Regions from separate parts of the Oryctolagus cuniculus genome. Here region 1 is linked to region 2. The links are chromatin contacts, called in public Micro-C maps. All regions are on one chromosome and are shown on one strand. The core of a region is the stretch at or near the end of the contact, and the rest is flanking DNA. Distances in the headings are between cores, read along the strand shown.

Region 1 (3,307 bases), core at 387-2,886, 240 kb before region 2:
CTGCTGGGTCTCGCCCAGGCGCACTGCCAGCCAGAACCACGCGGGCCCAGCTGGCGTGCAGACTTCCAGCCAGGTCCTTTTCCCGCCCGTGTGCCCCTTCACGTGCATGTCAACAAAGTTCATTTCCCAGCGGGGCTTGGTCGCGCCAGGCCTCGGCTCTAACACCCCAGCGGCTTCCCTGCGAGAAGGCGGATCCCCCGATGGCCCTCCCTCGCCCTCTGACCTTCCCTCCCGCCCGGAACGCCCCGCTCCGCGGCCTCGCGCCGGGCCCTGCTCGCTCTGCAGGCCTCACCTCAGAGGCCAGCGCGGCCCCCGGCCACCCCAGGCAAACGTCAACGCCTTCCAGCCCGACAGTCGCCGTCCCTCCCTGCACTTCCGGCTGCCAGAGCGCACACCGACCTCGGCGTCCGGCTTCCCTACGTCGGCCCCACGCGAGAGCCCGGGGGAGCGGAGCTCCGTCCCGGCTGGGCCCGCGCCTGCACGGTGCCGGCCAAGCACACAGGAAAGACTTCCTGACGGCGAATAAGCCGGAGAGGAGCAGGGCAGAGCCGCGGAGCGAGTGCCGGGGAGTACCTGTTTTTACCTTTACAACGAACGGGATTCCCGAGCTTGATTCTCAAACGAGCCCGCACTGCTCCCCGGAGCCCGCTTCCCGTACTGAACGCTCAGGACAAGGCCAGCGCAGCAGACACGGAGACCGGGAGAGGGGCTGCAGGGCGGCCCGCCCGACACACGGGCGCCCCGGGGCGCGCCTGCCGTCCACACCGCCCGTCGGGAAAGCCCGCACTCCCCAGCCTGCTCGGGGACTTGCTTTCCTGTTTCTGCCTCAGAACCCCCTCCCCAGGCCCAGCAGGGTAAGGGGCTGGCAGCAGCGAAGCCCCCGGGCGCCCCTGCGGCGGGCACCCCGCGCCCCGGCCGGCGCCGCGGGAGCGCGCGTCTCGCGCATCGCACCGCGCCGTGTCCAGCACCGCGCTGGCCGCGGGGTCCCGCGCGCGGGCCAACGCGGGGTCGCAGACAGGCCTGTCGCTCAGGCCGCGCTCGGAACGCGGCGCCCACGCGAGCCCGCGGGGCCGCGGCCGCAGTCGCCGAGGCTCCCCCGCCCGCGCGGCCCCGCCGGCCCAGCAGCATGACGTCACCCGCGCCCGCACGGCCTCCCGCGCCGGGCCCGGCACCTCCCCTCCCGCCGGCCCGTGGCCGCACCGTGCTCCCGACCCTCCGCCCCGAGCGGCCGGCGCCCCCGCCGCTGCCCCCGGACTCACGGTCGGTGCGGCGGCTCCTCGGCCATCGCCGGGCCGGGAGGCGGCGGCGGGGACGGCAGCGGGGGCGGCTGCTGCGCGGGCGGCGGCGGCGGCGGCGGCTGCGCGGGCGGCGGCGGCGGCGGCTGAGACGGCTGAGGCGCCGGCGGCGCTGGCGGCGGCTGCTGCTGCTGCTGCTGGAAAGACTTGAGGGACTCGAAGGCCTTCATCAGCTTTTCCAGGGTCGCCATGGCGGCCTCTCACCCCGCAGGGCAGCCCCCAGCGGCCTCGGGCCGGCTCGCGGCGACGCGGCGCCCCTCAGCAGCGAGGCAATGAATGAGGTTCGCGGCCGGGGGCAGAAGCGGAACCAGCGCGCCCGGCCATCTTGGGCCCGTCCCGGCAGCCCCCGCGGCGCCCCGCGTCCAGCGACGCTGCGTCGGCGGAGGCAGGACCACGCCGAAGCGGCGGGATTGACAGCCCGAGGCGGCCGTCTCTGCCTATGGCCGGCCGAGGCGCCGGCCCGTACCTCCCCCACTCCGCCCTCGGCAGCTTCGCTCCTCAGAGCCTGCGCTGCAGTTAGAACCCAGCGCTACCTCAGGGCGAAGACGGCGAGGGGGCGGGGCGAGGGCGGGACGAGGGCGGGACGAGGAGCGGCTGCGGGGCGGGCCCAGAGGGGCGGGGAGAGGGCGGGGCGAAGAGTGACTGAGGGGCGGGCCCAGAGGGGCGGGGAGAGGGCGGGGCGAGGAGTGACTGCGGGGCGGGCCCAGAGGGGGCGGGGGAAAGGGCGGGGCGAGGAGTGACAGAGGGGCGGGGCAAGGGCGGGGCGAAAAGTGACTGAGGGGGCGGGGAGAGGGCGGGGCGAGGAGCGGCTCTAAGGGGCGGGGCGAAGGGTGGCTTAGGGAACGGGGAAGGGGCAGGCGAGGGGGCGGGGCGGAGAGCGGTGGGGCGGGTCCAGAGGGGGCGGGGCGAGGAGCGTCTCTAGGGGGCGGGCCGAAGGGTGGCTATAGGGGACCGGGAAGGGGCAGACGAGGGGGCGGGGCGGAGAGCGGTGGGGCGGGCCCAGAGGGGGCGGGGAAATGGGCGGGGCGAGGAGTGACTCTGAGGGGCGGGGAAATGGGCGGGGCGAAAGGTGGCTATGGGGAACGGGGAAGGAACAGGCAAGGGGGCGGGGCAAGGAGCGTCTAGGAGGGCGGAGAGCGGGCCCAGAGGGGACGAGGAGAGGAGCGGCTCTAGGGGGCGGGGCGAAGGGTGGCTTAGGGAACGGGAAGGGGCAGGCGAGAGGGCGGGGCGGAGAGCGGTGGGGCGGGTCCAGAGGGGGCGGGGCGAGGAGCGGCTCTAGGGGGCGGGGCGAAGGGTGGCTTAGGGAACGGGGAAGGGGCAGGCGAGGGGGCGGGGCGGAGAGCGGTGGGGCGGGTCCAGAGGGGGCGGGGCGAGGAACCAATCTGAGGGGCGGGCCCTGAAGGGGCGGGGAGTGGGCGGGGCGAAGGGTGGCTATAGAGGAGGGGAAGGGGCAGGCTTGGGGGCGGGGCTAGCGGGAACGAACCATGGGGGCTGGAACAGGTGCAGGGCTGGTGTCGGCGAACCGCGACCGGGAAGACCCCACGAGGGAAGAGCCCCTCCCCGACGTAGAGCTGCAGACGCCGGCAGGTCGGGGCTGAGCCTACTGGGGTCTCCCTGCGAAGGGGAGCGGCCCCAGGGGGCGCAGACGCTCAGCAAAGGCGTGGGGCGCCCCCTCATGCCCGGGGGCGTTCAGGCTGTCGCCGAGGGGTCCGGGGCACCCCGTGAGCGAGCAGAGGGAGGTGGGCGCGTACAGGGCCGCAGGTGCAGCCGGCCCAGCGCCGAGGGAGCCTGGCGGCCAGGAGGGGGCTCCTCCCCGCTCAGGCCGGTGAGCGCTGTCATCCACGCGTGTTGTGCCTTTGTGTTGTGCAGTGACGTGTGGTGCACACGTGTTGAGTTCGCTGGCCTGGGGGGGTGGGCCTTAAACCGCGGCCATGGATCCTCACTGCCCAGGCCCGGGGCCGCCCTCTGGTCTGTGTGCCCACTGCTTCCTGTGCAGACGCTAGTCACAGGGG
Region 2 (3,581 bases), core at 1,076-3,575:
CCTGATTAGTGTGAATGGCCATCCTGTTTGTGCGGAAACGTCAGTGTTTCCGGTTTTGTGGGAGCAGAGTGATATTTTAGTTGTTATCTTCTGATGTTGGGAGCAAGCTGTCCCAGAGAGGCCAAGACAACAGCCCCGTGTCTCTCGTGACCTGGTTGCTGGGGCCACGCCTCAGCACGTCTGTAGTTCGACGTCTTGGAGAGGAAGGTCGGCCTCGTCCGGTGCGTCGCAGGGACTCCACGGAGAGTCTAGGGGCCAGAAGGCAGGCAGCCTTGCCGGAGGCCGGCCACCCCAGAAGCCAAATTCTGATCCCCAAAACCCGTCCGCCCCAGCGGTGCTGGAGGGCTGGACCACGCGGTGCCCAGTCCACGGCTGAGGCACCGGGCTCAGGGAGGCTGGCTTGAGTGACCTGCCCCAGGCCCCCATTTAGCGCCTGCCCTGAGGACGGCCCTGCCCCTAGCAGCTCTGAGCCCAGCTCCATTTAACTCCCCCACACCTGCCCCAGCCAATCAGAGTGCACCATGCGGACCTGCGTTTGCTGGGTGAGTCCCACAGCACCCAGCAGCTGGAGAGGGTGCTGACTCAGCTGCCCGCAGCAGCGGGGCGGGGGGGGGGGGGGGGGGCTGGCTGCCTTTACCGACCCTGGGATTCCGCTCCCGGAGAAGACAGCACGCGGCCTAGGGCGGACGGACGGGGCGGGGCAGATCCTGACCGCGAGCCTCGGAAGGCCCCCGTGTGCGTCTGGCATCAGCAGGGGCGGCGGCCTTGTGTCCAGGAAGCGGGGGACCCTGCCGCCCCCGCACCAAGGCTGTCACACCCACCAAGGGGCCCGGTCCCACCAGCCAGCGCCGCGCCTGCGCCCCGGACGGGTGTGGCAGCCCCCGCTCAGTGTCCGCGGGTGACCCAAGGCGGGCACGTGGTCGGCGCCGGGAGCGCAGCCCTTGGAGCGTCCTCGCCCTTCCCTGGAGCTCCCAGGGCGGCTGACGCAGACCCACACCCGGGGGTGGTCTCCGGCGCGCCCTCCGCTTCCCATCCGCAGCTCAGCAGACGCTGCCGAACTCGGCTCTAGGTGGCTCCGCAGGGCCGGTGGTCCACACCGCAGTGCCGGGTGGTCCACACCGCAGGGCCGAGCCCTCAACAGGGGCAGGGATCGCTGGGCGCGAGGGCTCCCGGCGGCGGGCGGAGCCGGGCGTCGGTGGGGCGGGCTCTGGGCCGGGGGCGGAGCCTAGTGTCGGAGGGGCGGGCTCTGGGCTGGGGGCGGAGCCGGGCGTCGATGGGGCGGGCTCTGGGCCGGGGGCGGAGCCGGGTGTCGGTGGGGCGGGCTCTGGGCTGGGGGCGGAGCCGGGTGTCGGTGGGGCGGGCTCTGGGCCGGGGGCGGAACCTGGTGTCGGAGGGGCGGGCACTAGTTTGTGGGCGGAGCCGGGTATCGGACAGGCGGGCTCGAGGCCAGGGGCGGAACCAGCTGCCGGCGTGGGCGGTCTTTCCTCTGTAGGCGGAGCCGGCTGCCGGCGGGGGCGGGCTGGGGGAGGAGCCAGGTACCGGCGGGGGCGGGCTCTCGTCGGTGCACGGAGCCAGGTACCGGCGGGGGCGGGCCGTCGGCTGGGGGAGGAGCCAGGTACCGGCGGGGGCGGGCCGTGGGCTGGGGGAGGAGCCAGGCACCGGCGGGGGCGGGCCGTCGGCTGGGGGAGGAGCCAGGTACCGGCGGGGGCGGGCCGTCGGCTGGGGGAGGAACCAGGTACCGGTGGGGGCGGGCCTGGCTGGGGGAGGAGCCAGGCACCGGCGGGGGCGGGCCTGGCTGGGGGAGGAGCCAGGCACCGGCGGGGGCGGGCCTGGCTGGGGGAGGAGCCAGGTACCGGCGGGGGCGGGCCGTCGGCTGGGGGAGGAGCCAGGTACCGGCGGGGGCGGGCTCTCGTCGGTGGACGGAGCTAGGTACCGGCGGGGGCGGGCCGTCGGCTGGGGGAGGAGCCAGTACCGGCGGGGGCGGGCCGTGGGCTGGGGGAGGAGCCAGGCACCGGCGGGGGCGGGCCGTGGGCTGGGGGAGGAGCCAGGCACCGGCGGGGGCGGGCCGTGGGCTGGGGGAGGAGCCAGGCACCGGCGGGGGCGGGCCGTGGGCTGGGGGAGGAGCCAGGCACCGGCGGGGGCGGGCCGTCGGCTGGGGGAGGAGCCAGGCACCGGCGGGGGCGGGCCGTCGGCTGGGGGAGGAGCCAGGCACCGGCGGGGGCGGGCCGTCGGCTGGGGGAGGAGCCAGGCACCGGCGGGGACGGGCCGTCGGCTGGGGGAGGAGCCAGGCACCGGCGGGGGCGGGCCGTCGGCTGGGGGAGGAGCCAGCACCGGCGGGGGCGGGCCTGGCCGGGTCGGGCTTGGCCCGGCCGGGGAAATTCCCGGAAGGCCGAAGTCCCGCCGGGCCGGGCGCGGAAGTTGCAGGCGGCCGTGCGCCCACCCGGCAGGCCCGCAACCATGTCGTCCGGGGACGAGGGTTCGCGAGGCCGGGAGAGGGACGAGGGCGCCGCGGCCACGCTCTGCGGCCTGTACCACGAGGCCGGCCAGCAGCTGCGGCTGCTTCAGGCCCAGCTGGCCGCCCGCGAGGCCCTCGTCGCACGCCTCCGCGCCCGCCTGGCCGCGCTCGAGGGAGATGCGGCGCCGTCGCTCGTGGACGCGCTGCTGGAGCAGCTGGCGCGCTCCCGGGAGCAGCTCCAGCGGCAGCAGAGCGGCGCCGCCGAGGCCCGACTGCGCCAGGTGCGGGGCGGCGGCGGGGCGCGTGCGTGCTGCGGGGAGGGGGCCGGAGGGGGCCGGGCTGGGCGGGGCCCTGGGCTGTGAGGGGGCGGGAGGGGGCCGGCTGGGGGTAGCCCTGGGCTGGGAGGGGGCGGGAGGGGGCCGGCTGGGGGGGGCCCGGGCGGGGAGGGGGCCGGCTGGGGGGGCCCTGGGCTGGGAGGGGGCGCCGGGCTGTGAGGGGGCCGGCTGGGGGGGCCCGTGGGCTGTGAGGGGGGTTGGGGGGCGCCGGGCTGTGGGGGGCCCGTGGGCTGTGAGGGGGTTGGGGGGCACCGGGCTGGGGGGTGCCGTGGGCTGTGAGGGGGTTGGGGGGCGCCGGGCTGAGGGGGGCCTGTGGGCTGTGAGGGGGTTGGGGGGCGCCGGGCTGAGGGGGGCCTGTGGGCTGTGAGGGGGCCGGGCTGGGGGAGGGCCCGTGGGCTGTGAGGGGGTTGGGGGGCGCCGGGCTGGGGGGGGCCTGTGGGTTGCAGGTGAGGACCCTGGGCTGCAAGGGGAGTGGGGCCCCTGGGGCGGTGAGGCGTCCCCCGTGGGTGGGGCGGGGGTCCCTCTGAGGCGTATTTGGGGCTTCCTGGCCTCGAGGGTGGGGTGTCCCGGGCTGGAGCTGTGACGCAGGCGTCACCCCAGCTTTCTGCTCCCCAGCCTGAGTGTTTAGGAGAGACGGCGGGGCCAGAGCCAAAACCAGGTGACAGCACTCGCCGTGCCGGCTGCTCGCACCCCAAACGCTTGGCCCGCGGCGTTTATCCATCCCGGGTGGCTGGGCCTGGGCGGGACTAGGGTGCAGACGGCAGCTTTGGTGCCCAGCCGTGGCCCCACAG

The links. Hi-C and Micro-C count contacts between places; a contact is called where the count stands out from the background.
Region 1: a contact with region 2 is called in a Micro-C map of ear pinna, with 16 times the contacts expected there. The contact joins the promoter of HTT here to the promoter of TNIP2 in region 2. A contact is called at or near these places in 2 of 6 Hi-C or Micro-C datasets (ear pinna and an unstated tissue).

Annotation. Positions count from the first base shown.
Region 1 is chr2:1,727,919-1,731,225 of mOryCun1.1, reverse strand. It overlaps HTT (huntingtin), which reads right to left and starts at 1,636. Exons shown (of 67, transcript XM_070067983.1): 1 at 1,260-1,636. The coding sequence starts at 1,486.
Region 2 is chr2:1,487,311-1,490,891 of mOryCun1.1, reverse strand. TNIP2 (TNFAIP3 interacting protein 2) reads left to right here and starts at 2,325. Exons shown (of 7, transcript XR_007915846.2): 1 at 2,325-2,736.